Regions from separate parts of the Sus scrofa genome. Here region 1 is linked to region 2. A link is a contact called in public Hi-C data. All regions are on one chromosome and are shown on one strand. The core of a region is the stretch at or near the end of the contact, and the rest is flanking DNA. Distances in the headings are between cores, read along the strand shown. Region 1 holds the start of CBX3 (chromobox protein homolog 3). Region 2 holds the start of HOXA1 (homeobox protein Hox-A1).

Region 1 (6,639 bases), core at 1,030-3,529, 730 kb after region 2:
TTTCTTTAAATGACTTAAGACACTATTAGGCCAAGTCAATAAGTATTTTAATGTAATAATTTTGTTTTTGCCCCAACTCTCCTCAGTATAACGGGGGGGGGGGGGGGGGGCGGGGGGGCGGGGGGCGGGACTGGGACTATACTATGGCTGTAACTTTCTCAACCACATAGATGCAAAGTTATAATTTTAAGGGGAAAAAGCCTGAGTTAGATCCTTACACATTTTAGGTTTTCATTAACTTACCAATGTAGTTTTATTGGAGGCCATTTTTTATTGCAGACTTGAAGAGCTATTACTAAAAAAATGCATAACAGTTAAAGAAGTTTGCAAAGACACAAAAAAAGGTAGCTAAACACAAGTTTTGTTTGGATTCCAACCCCCACCTAGTAGCTCATATTATCAGACATATATAATATGGATATTATACCAATCCATAAACAATCAGATTTAAGCTTCTGTAAATTAGTAATACACGCCTCAGAGTATATATATTAGTGTTGTAACCAAGTACCCAGAGAACCTTACTAGGGTCATTGGTACCCGAGAAAGAGTCATATAGGATTAAAAAAAGAAAAATTTTTTTTCCTAATCCAAATCCCATTTACAACCACATTCAGCAAATAGATACTGACTCAGAATCAACTGCTCAAACGATCACCATAATAAATTACTGTGAATTTTTTCTCTAGACCTCTTAACAGTCCAGAGCCGCCTAGGTAATCCCAACTTGGTTTCTTTTTAGAAACTCTCCCTTTTTCCAATCACTAGTTAAATAAACTAAGAGAAAAAAACACCCCAAAATGCTCCAATCCCATTTCGTGCCACTTCTGAAAACAAATCACCTCTTTCCGGACGTTCAGCCGCTGCCCTTAAGCCCCAGCCCCACCCGGCTTAATAAGGCCTTCGAGCCCGGCCCCCGCCCCCCACACGCGAGCGCGGGCCGCATGGTCAGCGCATCCGCGGGGAGAAACAAAGGCCGCGGCGCGGGGGCTCAAGGGCACTGCGCCACGGGGCCCGCGCCTCCCCGACCCGAAGGCGGCCTCGTAACGGAGCGCCCGCCGCTGCCTCCGGACTTCGGGCCGCACGGATGCGGGAGAATGCACAGCCCTCCCTGGAGGCCCGAGTCGCCGACCGAGTCCGGGAGAGGGAGGAGGACCCCTCATGTAGCTCCGGGATGGGGGAGGGGAGGAAGAAACGCGCTTTGTCTACAAATAAGGCAGCTGTCGCCACAGTTCTCAACCTCATAACGAGCAGTCTCGTCCCCTCGACCAACTAGAGACACCGGCCCAGCACCAGGCCCACCGCGGGGTCTCCATTCGCCTGTTTCCTTCCCGCCAGCTCCGACTCGGGGTCGGGCCGGGAAGGATGGGAAGCGGGGAACTGGGGGGAGGGTCTCTGGGGCGCAAGTGGTATCTGAAGCAAGACCACGGAGTGAAAGGTAGGGGAAAATAAAGACACCGACTTCACCGCCTCAGAGCTGCTCCGGGTCCCAGGTCTGCGGCGTCCTCGGCCCTGCGCGCCTCTAGCTCCAGCCACATCCGAGGGGGAGGGGGCTGGGGAGCTGCGCGCGGGGCCGCGCCGCTGGGGGTGGGGGGGGTGCGGGGTGGCACCGCCCACGCCAGGCGGCCGCTAGGGGCGGGGGTGAGCGCGCGCCCCGCGGGGGGGAGGGGCCGCGCGCCGCGCTTTGCCCGCCGGGAGCCCGAGCCCGAGCCCGAGCCGAAGGGTGGGTGGGGGAAGGAGGGGGTGGTGACACCGGCACTCACCGTTCGGGGCGTAGCGGCTGGTGGTCCCCAAAGGGGAGGGAAAGAGAGGGAGGAGCGGGGACTGTGACCGGAGTCTCCTCGGCGGAGGCGTTCCTGCTTTGCAGCAGCTGCACTGGCGCCAAAACAGGACTCCGCCCACTTCCTAGTCCCTGGGGTTGGGTGCCTCCAAATGCTGGTGGTGGGTGTAAAACTTGGGTGGGAGGACTCAATTAGGAACTAAGAGTTAGATTACCCTGTCCAAAGACCTCCTGAACCCGAGAGGTTGACCCCAAAAGCGTTGTCCAAGGTTAGGTAGGTGAGGCGTGAAATGTAACTTGTTGACCACAAGTCGCTTCGGGTGTTTCCGGAAGAGGCCGAGTCTGTCCTCAATTCAGGGAGGAGGAGGGAAAGCGCTGTAGAGAAGGCTACAAAGATTTTTTTTTTTAGAGACGGGGGGCGGTGGGTATTGGGATTATCAAAGCGTTGCTCTAAGGACCACCTTCCGGGTTGAGGGGCTGGACCTGAAAGCTGAGGATTAAGCTCCTCCCCACAGTGTTAATTTCAAACTGCGCGACCGTTTCTCACCTGCCCTGCGCTAAAGCTGGGCGGGGGGCGGGGACTGGACTTAATTCCGAGAGAGAAATACGCAGGGCTCGAGCCTTCCGCAATTCACAGAGCCCTTTTACGCAAGTGACGTCAAGCACCACTGTTGGCTGCGAGGAGGGAGGGGCACGTACTTGGCGCAAGGAGGTCGTAGAGCGTTCCCGCCATTGGCGGCGGTTAGGGCGTTTACGCAACGGCCTGACGTAGGGCAGGACGCGTTAGTCGGGGGGAAGGTTCTAGAAAAGCGGCGGCAGCGGCTCTAGCGGCAGTAGCAGCAGCGCCGGGTCCCGAGTGGAGGTGCTCTTAGCGGTGTTGTTTCTCGAGCAGCGGCAGTTCTCACTACAGCGCCAGGACGAGTCCGGTTCGTGTTCGTCCGCGGAGATCTCTCTCATCTCGCTCGGCTGCGGGAAATCGGGCTGAAGCGACTGAGTCCGCGATGGAGGTAACGGGTTTGAAATCAATGAGTTGTTGGAAAGGGCATGGCGAGGCCGTTGGCGCCTTATTGGAAGTCGGCCACCCGCCTCCGTGGGAGAGCGGCAGCGAAATTGGGCCACTTCAGAAGCGGTTGGTCTCGGGGTACTTTTGAAGGGGGGTCGTTAGCGGAGGCCTGATCGTTCCGCACCTTCCCCACCCTCAGGCTCCCGGCGCCATTTCCCTTTGCTGGGGGTGGGGGATGGGGAACTTCCACATGGCGGACGCAAGCCGACTTCGGTGGAAGTGGGGCGCGGAGGCGGGAATTCTTACTCCCTTTTTACAGCACGCTGGTTTGGGGACCCTGGCGTCCGCGCGTTGGAGCGTTTCGGCGGGCTGCGGGTCCTCGCGGGCGAGGCTGCGGCTTCCCCTCCCCCCCTCGCGGGAACCGGATTTGGCGGCCGCCATTTTCGTTTCTCCTCTTTCTCGCAGCGTTTTCCTTGTAACTCTCTAAATTCAGCTAGTTTGAGTCTTTTATCAAAGAGTAGAGGTGGTTCGCCGGTTTTTTCTCCTTTTCGGGCCGTTTTCATGCCGTTTCGAGGTGGATTCTGAGGGTTTGGGAGCCTGGATCTTTAAAGTCCTGCGCACCTCATTAGAGGCTCGCTGCCTTCCCCTCGATGAAATGGCGCCATTGCGTTCAGGCGCCGCACCGCAGGGCGGGGGGAGGGGCGGCGGTCGCTCGGCTTCGGAGGTAAAACGATCTAGGGTGTCGGGCCCGGGTTTGAGGCGAGCCATACGTAGTACAAAGAAAACGTTCTGTTTTTCAGCCCTTGTTCCTTTGCGTAGCGGTTTTAGCTGGGTTTGCGGCGATTAGGAAGGCGGTTACATGGCAGGAAGCTTTAGAAATGAAAAACCGAAATTCGGAGCCATCAGGGTCCTGTAGGTTATGCGGGAGGTCGTGGGGAAGGTGGTCTTCGGGGGTTGGGGGGGGGCGGTGTGCCGAAGGTTCCGAATCCTTTTAATTTCCTGAAGGCTTCCCTTATGAGGAATTGTAGAAATTACTCGGCTTTTAAGTAAGATTTTTACTGGGAAATTTTTTACGTGGTAAGCTAGAAATTAAGATGAAAGTGCAATAAAAATGATTTTAGTTGTGCTCTGCTTAAAACGTGGCTCAGCCCTTCAGTACGTGTATTGCTGTATACCGAACTGTTTTAGGCTGGGCTACTATGTATTTGAACTTTGTCACTTGCTTTTCTCATTTATGTTTGCAATCATGGTTGATAACATTGATAAGCTTAAGGTCTGAAGCGAAGGGGGTCTACCTGGGTATTTTCTTTGACCCTAAGCACGCTTATAAAATAACTTTGTTTGTAATCAATAGTGGACAGCGGGTAAGTTTGGAAATGAGGTAAGTAATGAGTTTTTCCCTTTTGTTAGTGATATGTAAAAAATTTGTAGATGTGTTTTTAATTAGATTTATTTGGGTTTAAGGAGCATTTATTGAAAATACTTGGAATAAATAAAGAATCCGAATATCAATATGCCAAGTAACCATTATAACAGACGGTTCTTAAAGTGTCTCAAGAGCTAGTTTGATAATTTCTTTATAAATTTTTCAGAATCCTGAAAGGTTAATTCTACAGGAAAAAAACCGAATGTTTATTAGTATCATGCATGGATGGAGAGAGGAACCTCTTTAGAAATGTGGGTTGAGGGTGTAGTACGATTTGCTAGGAATAAAATACCTTGCTGTGTCAGAAAGTACTTTTGACTGTTTCTTTTTCATTATACATTCTGGACATTGTAACTTCGTTTCTGAGTATTTATAGTTTTTTAATTTAACCAACTGAAAACAGTATAATGACCCAATCTTAACTGATAATCCATAATACAGAGCTTTTAATGCAAAGTATTTGCTTGCTTGTTTGAGATTTCAAGCCTAGGCTCTGTTTCTTTTCCCAATGAAAATTCGAGGTGTTATGCTGTGTTGTTTGCTAGAAGCCTAAGTTAAACATCGTGAAGTGTAAAATAAATGGTAGTGCTACGCAACTACTGGATACAGTGTTCATTTAAATATCTTTATGGTTTTTGAAAAGTGGAATGATTGCAGTCTTGTTTCTACTTTTTAATAGCTCAGTAATAGTCCAGATTCTTTCTCTGTTAGTACTTTTAGGAACAGACAGACACTATTAAATCATTCTGTCTTGGTCAGAAGAGAGAATCTTAAAGATATGTTGGTGTATATGTTGAATACTTAAAGCTTTTTTTCTCTAGTGGAGACTTGGTATATGGGGAAAGAACTGTCTTTAACCAGGTTTTGGGGGGGTAAAAATTGAGTTTCATTAGAATCACCACTAGAGGGAGCAATGAAGGGAAAATAATTACTTCAAATAGTGAATTCTGAAATAACAAGTTTATAAGAAAGAAGCCAACAGTTCTTACAGTTTAAGAATTTATATTTAAACTGAATATTTAAAAGGTAACTTCTCTGTTCTAGGATATAGAATTGAATGGAAATTTTGATAAGAATGCATTAACTTCTCAGTCACCAGGGAATAAGATTTGCTTTTTTTTTTTTTCCAGAAATTTTTTTTAACTAAGTGGTATTAGATGTGTTTAAAATGTTTGAATGTGAAGTAAATTTAGATCAAGATTTAATGACTTTGAAACTTGTGTAGTTCAGCTGAGGCAATTTTTTTTGGTGTAACACAACTAATATGCAGTTTAACATATGGTTTAAATTTGATGTAAGTTTTTTTTTTCCCCCCCAGAAAACTTTAGAAACTGTTCCTTTGGAGAGGAAAAAGGTACTCTGCCAGCAGGTCACCTCATATTTAAGAATTTAATTTCCTGTATACAAAGAGAAAATGTAAATAAAAATTGAAATGATGTTTTCCTTTGCAGAGAGAAAAGGAACAATTCCGTAAACTCTTTATTGGTGGCTTGAGCTTTGAAACTACAGAAGAAAGTTTGAGGAACTACTACGAGCAATGGGGAAAACTTACAGATTGTGTGGTATGTTAATAAAGTGCTTGCAGATAATAGTCCTTTTAACTCCCCAGGCTCATCTGTTTAAAGTGTTAGTGAATCATTAAGAAAAGTTTTAAGTTCATGTTCATTTTTAAATGCTGTAAGTAATGAGATTAAATAGTAACTCTACTCCTATGCATTTAAGGTCATGAGGGATCCTGCAAGCAAAAGATCAAGAGGATTTGGTTTTGTAACTTTTTCATCCATGGCTGAGGTTGATGCTGCCATGGCTGCAAGACCACATTCAATTGATGGACGAGTGGTTGAGCCAAAACGTGCTGTTGCAAGAGAGGTGAGTGAATACGTAATTTGTGCAGTAGATAATTTGGGGGAAATTTTTTTGAGATTAGAAAGTTATCCATGTTTCGCTCCAAGTTTTGTTTCCTCATTAATGCTGAGTGGGGTTTCTGTGTTTTTCATTTCTTAGTTTTATTTGAAAGACTAGGTTCTTAATCATTTTGCCTTATGTAGTATTTGAATATAGAGTAGAAGTCATTTGTTAATCAGATAGTGTGCTTTTTCCTCTATTTCAGGAATCTGGAAAGCCAGGGGCTCATGTAACTGTGAAGAAGCTATTTGTTGGTGGAATTAAAGAAGATACTGAGGAACACCATCTTAGAGATTACTTTGAGGAGTATGGGAAAATTGATACCATTGAGATAATTACTGATAGGCAGTCTGGAAAGAAAAGAGGCTTTGGATTTGTTACTTTTGATGACCATGATCCTGTGGATAAGATTGTGTGTAAGTGTCTGTAATAAGTGCTAGGGGTGTGTGGTTCTTTTCACTATTAAGTTTTGACTGTGTTAGCTCTTAAGATTTTGTATAATTTTGTAAAAAAATAGTTTGTAAG
Region 2 (6,204 bases), core at 300-2,799:
GGATGATGTCTGGATTTCTTTTATCTAGGAATGCATCAATTCTTGGCCTCTGTTTGGCCTTTTCTCTTTACAAGCCCAGGGTCGACATGAAACTTAATAGTAAACAGCAATTAACGACCCCGTCAGCATCCGGGTAGGCTGAGGGTGATGGAGAACAGGACTCCTGTCCTGGGATGACGCTCAGATTTGCACGTGTCTCTCTAGGGAAGGACTTGAAGGTTCACACAGGGAACCACACAGCCAGTTTACAAAAGGGAGGAGGTGTTGTTGGGGAAGAAGAAAATGTCCTGTCCACCATCAGCCATCTGTCCACTGCCCCTCCCACCTGCCAGCCCCCACCCCCACTTCAGCTGTGCAGTAGAATGGGGGGGGGGTGGATGAAGGAAGCTCTAGCACGCCTAACATTCGCCTCCAGGAAACGAGAAACGTTTCTGGGGGTGGCGGGGTGGGAGGGGAGGTGGAGGGGGAGTTCATCGTACTTCACTGTGGTCTCGCCCTTTGAGGCCCAGGTCGGTGTACACAGGCTCCTGGGTCCTAGGGAGCCGGCAGATGGCCTGCAGCGCACGGCCCGGCCCCCACGCTGGCCACGTCGGCTAGCGTCATCTCTCTCCCCCGCCTCCTACCCCTCAAAATCCGGCAGCAGAGTTGCTCCGGATCCCGCAGGGCTCCCAGAACAGAGCTGAGTGGGGAGGAGAAAGGGGCGGAGAGCGAGGAGAGAGGGAGGGCGAAGAGCCGGGCCACCCCCGGCCTTTTCCGGCAAGCTTAGCTCCCAAGGTTCACCCGTTCCCGAGCATCGAATTACAGCAGCTCCCCGTTGCCACGCTAACAGCTCGTGGGGGTGGGGGAGGAACGGGGGCTTCAAGACCCTACAGGGAGAGGGAAGTTTCCTTTCTTGCGCTTGTCCCCTCCACGCCCACTCGGGTTCCCCCAGCCAGCCCTCTGCGCACTTCCCTCTCCTTCCGGAGACCTGGTGGTGGCCCAGCCTCGTCCCCCGCCACCGTTCTCGGCTCTCCTCACTGCCCCCAAGGCATCACAGAAGGGACGGCAGTGAAAGCGCCCGGGGAGCGACCCTTCCAGTTCCTCGCGTTCCGGGCTCAGCCAGTGTGCAAGTGGCGGCCCAGCGAGCTCCCTCCCACTGACTCCCGACCCAAGAGAGCGCGGAGCCCTCTTGGCGTCTCACCTCTTGCCAGTTCCTCTTTCTGTGCACGGTGGGGAGGGGGGCGGTGACCGAGGATGGCTCTCAGCCCCCACCTCCCGGAGGGGGGCGATCGGAGTCGGCCACTCGCAGAAGGCAGCCCCTGCTCCCCTTCGCCCCAACGCTGGGAATCTGCCCCTGCAGCCGCCGCAGCTGCTGCTGCCGCCCGGGCTGCCTGGGGGGGCGACTGCGCGTCACCTAGACTGAGGAGCGCCGGGGATTTAAATGCCACTGAAAGGGTGATCCATCACCGCAGGAGCCAGCAAACTTTCGCAGGAGGCTCCGCCATTGGCTGAGAGAGTCACGTGCCCCTCCCCTAGCGCCCTCCGCCCTCCCGCCCCCCCTCTTGCGCACTGTACATTCATATCATTTTTCTTCTCCGGCCCCATGGAGGAAGTGAGAAAGTTGGCACGGTCACTCAGGGCTTCGCAGGACCCGGTCACTCAGTGACAGATGGACAATGCAAGAATGAGCTCCTTCCTGGAATACCCCATCCTCAGCGGTGGCGACTCGGGGACCTGCTCAGCGCGAGCCTACCCCTCCGACCATGGAATTACAACTTTCCAGTCGTGCGCGGTCAGTGCCAATAGCTGTGGCGGCGACGACCGCTTCCTAGTGGGCAGGGGGGTGCAGATCAGCCCGCCCCACCACCACCACCACCACCACCACCATCACCACCCCCAGCCGGCCACCTACCAGACTCCTGGGAACCTGGGGGTGTCCTACTCCCACTCGAGTTGTGGTCCAAGCTACGGCGCGCAGAACTTTGGCGCGCCTTACAGCTCCTACGCGTTAAATCAGGAAGCAGAAGTAAGTGGTGGGTACCCCACGTGCGCTCCCGCTGTTTACTCTGGAAATCTCTCATCTCCCATGGTCCAGCATCACCACCACCACCAGGGTTATGCCGGGGGCGCGGTGGGCTCGCCTCAATATATTCACCACTCATATGGACAAGAGCATCAGAGCCTGGCCCTGGCCACGTATAATAACTCCTTGTCCCCTCTCCACGCCAGCCACCAAGAAGCCTGCCGCTCCCCTGCATCAGAGACGTCTTCTCCAGCGCAGACATTTGACTGGATGAAAGTCAAAAGGAACCCTCCCAAAACAGGTCAGTCTTGCCCTTCCATGAATGATCCTTGATTATTCAGGAAGGAGCCGGTATGCTTAGTTTCCAAGGAAAATTAATCAAGGTTTTGTTTTGTTTTTTTCTTTAAAATTCTTGCTTCCCACCGGTGTTGTAGGGTGTTGGGAGGCTGCCCAGGTGTGGTTGGCACAAAGGAACATCTGGGATTGTTGTGTTTCCAAGGGGGCTGAGTTTTAGAGGTTTTGGAAGTAGGACGTGGGAAAGTGGGTAGGTGTGTATGTGTGTGTTAATATCTCCAGGCTCCATTAATCACTGGTCTGACCATGCTAATGGGTGACTTCAGATGAACGCTTTACACCTCATCACTCACCCTCCCAAGCCCGGCTTGTGTTGAGAAATTCTTGATTCCCCCTTTGCCTGAATCTTGCTCTGAAGCCTACAGGGACTCTCATATCGAATATAAATTTTTTCCCCTTTTTTCCCCATCGCTTCCCCTTGCCCTCAGGGAAAGTTGGCGAGTACGGCTACGTGGGTCAGCCCAACGCGGTGCGGACCAACTTCACCACCAAGCAGCTCACGGAGCTGGAGAAGGAGTTTCACTTCAATAAGTACCTGACGCGGGCCCGCAGGGTGGAGATCGCCGCGTCCTTGCAGCTCAATGAGACCCAGGTGAAGATCTGGTTCCAGAACCGCCGAATGAAGCAGAAGAAACGAGAGAAGGAGGGCCTCTTGCCCATCTCTCCAGCCACCCCACCGGGCAGTGAGGAGAAGGCCGAGGAATCCTCCGAGAAGTCCAGCTCCTCGCCCTGCGTTCCTTCCCCGGGGTCTGCTACCTCAGACACTCTACCTACCTCCCACTGAGGCCGCCCCAGCCCCAGACTCGACTCTTCCGGCTGGGACTTCTTTCCCAAAGCACATTCTTAGCTTATCTTCCTGTCCATTTACAATCTCTCTCTTCCTCTCTGATCCTATCTGGGGAACTCCTGGCCAGGATACTGTGTTTCCAGTGAATTCTGGATTAGAGACTGGTGTGGGGGCAGGGGAGTGCTAGCTCCGCAATGCAAATTGAGTGCCAACATCAATTTTCTCAAGGCCCCTAACGCCCCTAGTTTTAGGAGATTTCTTTGACAGACCCTACAGTTCCTTTCAGATGCCCTTTGGAAAATAGTCTCCTTTGCCAGCAGAAACATGTCAGAGGGAGGCCTCTCATCTTATATCTAACCGTGTATTTACAGTTCTCCCCTACTCTGCCCTTAAAGTAGGATAGAGAGAGAAGAGAGTCCAGGAGCTCATGAGGAAGAGATGCACTATGAGCGTGTTTACACAATTAATTCACCCCTTAATTTAACTCAGTTTCATGTGTGTGAGTCTGCTGGTTGTAAATACTTTGTCCTGAAAGATTTATCTTTATACAGATTTTCTAGAAATGTTTAGATTAAGGGATGAAAATAGGGTGGGCAAACTCTCTAAGCTGGTACAACTTTGTATGTGATTATAGGTTAAAGACTAAAAGCTCCCAGTAAAATCAATCAGAGGCCTCAGAGGGTCGCCTCCGTTTGTTCTTTCAGCAAGTTAAGAAAGCCTGCAGCATAAAGGGTCAGAAACCTGGCTCCCTGGGCTGAGTCTCTCCCCATCCCCACGCCTTTCTCCTTTCTCTGGCCACACTCTTTCAAATTTGCGCTGGAGTATTCAGGACCCAAACGTATTATTTCACACCAGCTTCTTCCCTCCACAGTTATTGTAGCTGGATATGATGTATTTTTAGCTCAGTTGTTAATGTGATGGATGGCACAATGAATGTATATTTTGTGTGATTCGTGAATAGTCTTTTGCATGTCGCACAATGTCTTGATGTTCCCGAAGTACCACACTGAGTTTTATCAGTTATCCTTTGTGATAGTTCCCATTTCCTGTACAATCATGAACAGCTCCGAGATCCCAGAAGGATGTGATCCAGAGCAGAGTTTACGGGTCTTAAGATGTCTGTAATAAATATATTCAAGTTTCAGATATGCTTAAGCATCTCTGTGTCTGGCTTGGCTACAATTTGTTGGTCCCTACAAAGTTGGCTCCTTTCCTGTGGGGAAGGGGAGAAGGGTGTTGTGTATTTTCAAAGAGATGGGCCTCTTCTTGGAAAAAAAAAAAAAAGGGAAATACTTTTCATATGGAGCTGATGCTTCCCCAATGAGTGTAATTGCACCTAACCAATGTGCATGCAATAGGTTGATTCTCTTTAAAAACAGCAGCAGTTCCTTTACGATCATCAGAGTCCATCATGGAAAAAATGAATGGTGAAGAAATAGATGAAGCAGATCTATTTTTGAAACAAACATAGATACTTCCTGGGTCAAGTGCTAACCTTTTCACCTCCAACTGAATGTTGACGTATATATAAACAGAATCCCCTTCAAAGGCGAGACTCTTCAGTCAGTCTTTCCTCACATCAGTGAACCAAGAGCTAAGAGATTCACATTTAACTGGCTCCAGTATAAAGCTGTTTGGGGATGGGGCTCCCACCCAACCCCTCTTCCTCCTTTTTGGCTTGTCTGTGACAGTGTGCCAAATATTCCACCCTTTAAATCGAGTGTGGTCTGTTCTGAGTAAACCCTGGCGTCTTTCCTTCTCCGCCCCTTCCTGCCACTTTTTAAACTCCTACCCCCGTTCCTTCTGGGTTACACATCTCATTCCCATCAGATTCGGCTTTAACGTCACCGCCATCAAGGCTAGAGTGGGTTTACAGTTCTAAGTCCATAGGACAAAACCTGGAAAACATTTTAAAAAACTTCTTCCCTGGGCTCAACAGATTCCTCCAGGTGGACTTGTGGATGCCACCCTGAAGTCTGTCAATATCCACGCTGCTTCTGACCAATGCTTGTGTCTGCTGCTCTCAAGCAGAGGAAGCCAGGAAATCAAAGAGTTCAAAGTGGCTCTCCTTCTAGACCTCTTGCCACTGTTCCTTTACTTTCACACATTTCTGGAGGCTTTAATTTAGCCCCAAGAGTAGAGCAGAATTTTTACAGCATCACAAATAATACTTCCTTCCTCTCCAAAGGGTGTTTTACAAAGGATGGGCTGGGGTTTGGTGGGGGTGGGGGCGCGGGTGGGGGAGAATCCTACAAAAACTTGTCATCTGCAGGCCTGCTAGAGCAGCCCTGAGATGTCCTGTAGTTCCCCGTCAAAGGGAGTGAGCCAGTTGCTGCGGCCATATCAAGGGCACCCGGTGCCCTCCCCTCCGCTCTTGGGTTGGGGCAGGGGGTGCTTCTAAATGACTCAAGTGGATGGAGGAGAACTTCAAAGTCAGCCAACTCTCTCTTTCATTTCCCTCCTGGCCCTATACAGTATCTTTTGTTTATTAGTGTAAGGCCACACAGCAAAACAGATGGCTGGGTTCCAAATACTTTAATGTGTTAAAGTGTCATTTGCATGCCACTGCCGAGATTTCAATATCTAAAAGCAGGGCCGACCTGCTGGAATCCCGGAGATTCCAATCTTCAAGGTGCTGGTTTTAATGTAGCTGAGAGAGAGAACAATGAATTATGGCTAAACATCCCAAGCCTTCTCTAGGTGGTGGAATAAATCAGTTAACAAGCAATGCATTTAGGAAACATTAATACACCTTTCAACGAGGAAAACATTTGTATCTTTTTAGTTGTCCCAATCGATTAAATCAAAGGCGCTTAACACCTCCTATTTCAAGGTTTCTCTTTTTCTGTTTTGGTCTCAGAGGGGCACAGCTAGCTCCTTGAAAAATGACAGCCATGGTAACTGAAATGACAGAAGACAGAAGAGGAAAACAGGAAATAACATTTGATTGATAAATTTAAAAAGGACAAGAGTCTCAATTAGGGACTTGAGATAATTGCAATATAAAATTCCAGGTTTCAGATGCTTTTTTTCCTCAATTTCCTCACATTCATTCAAAGTG

What was found. A called contact is a pair of places that touch in the nucleus more often than the background predicts.
Region 1: a contact with region 2 is called in a Hi-C map of embryonic fibroblasts, with 2.1 times the contacts expected there. The contact joins the promoter of CBX3 here to the promoter of HOXA1 in region 2. A contact is called at or near these places in 4 of 47 Hi-C or Micro-C datasets (adipocytes, embryonic fibroblasts, fibroblasts and 1 more) and 1 of 2 datasets of contacts at active chromatin or transcription factors (skeletal muscle).

What each region holds. Positions count from the first base shown.
Region 1 is chr18:46,202,835-46,209,473 of Sscrofa11.1, forward strand. CBX3 (chromobox protein homolog 3) reads right to left here and starts at 2,280. Exons shown (of 5, transcript XM_021078986.1): 1 at 1,764-2,280. HNRNPA2B1 (heterogeneous nuclear ribonucleoproteins A2/B1) reads left to right here and starts at 2,330. Exons shown (of 13, transcript XR_002340389.1): 1 at 2,330-2,787; 2 at 5,528-5,563; 3 at 5,661-5,771; 4 at 5,932-6,078; 5 at 6,320-6,530.
Region 2 is chr18:45,476,012-45,482,215 of Sscrofa11.1, forward strand. It overlaps HOXA1 (homeobox protein Hox-A1), which reads left to right and starts at 1,550. Exons shown (of 2, transcript XM_003134844.5): 1 at 1,550-2,303; 2 at 2,785-4,295. The coding sequence starts at 1,649. The coding sequence ends at 3,140. LOC106506838 (a long non-coding RNA gene) reads right to left here and starts at 1,405. Exons shown (of 2, transcript XR_001302424.2): 1 at 1,181-1,405.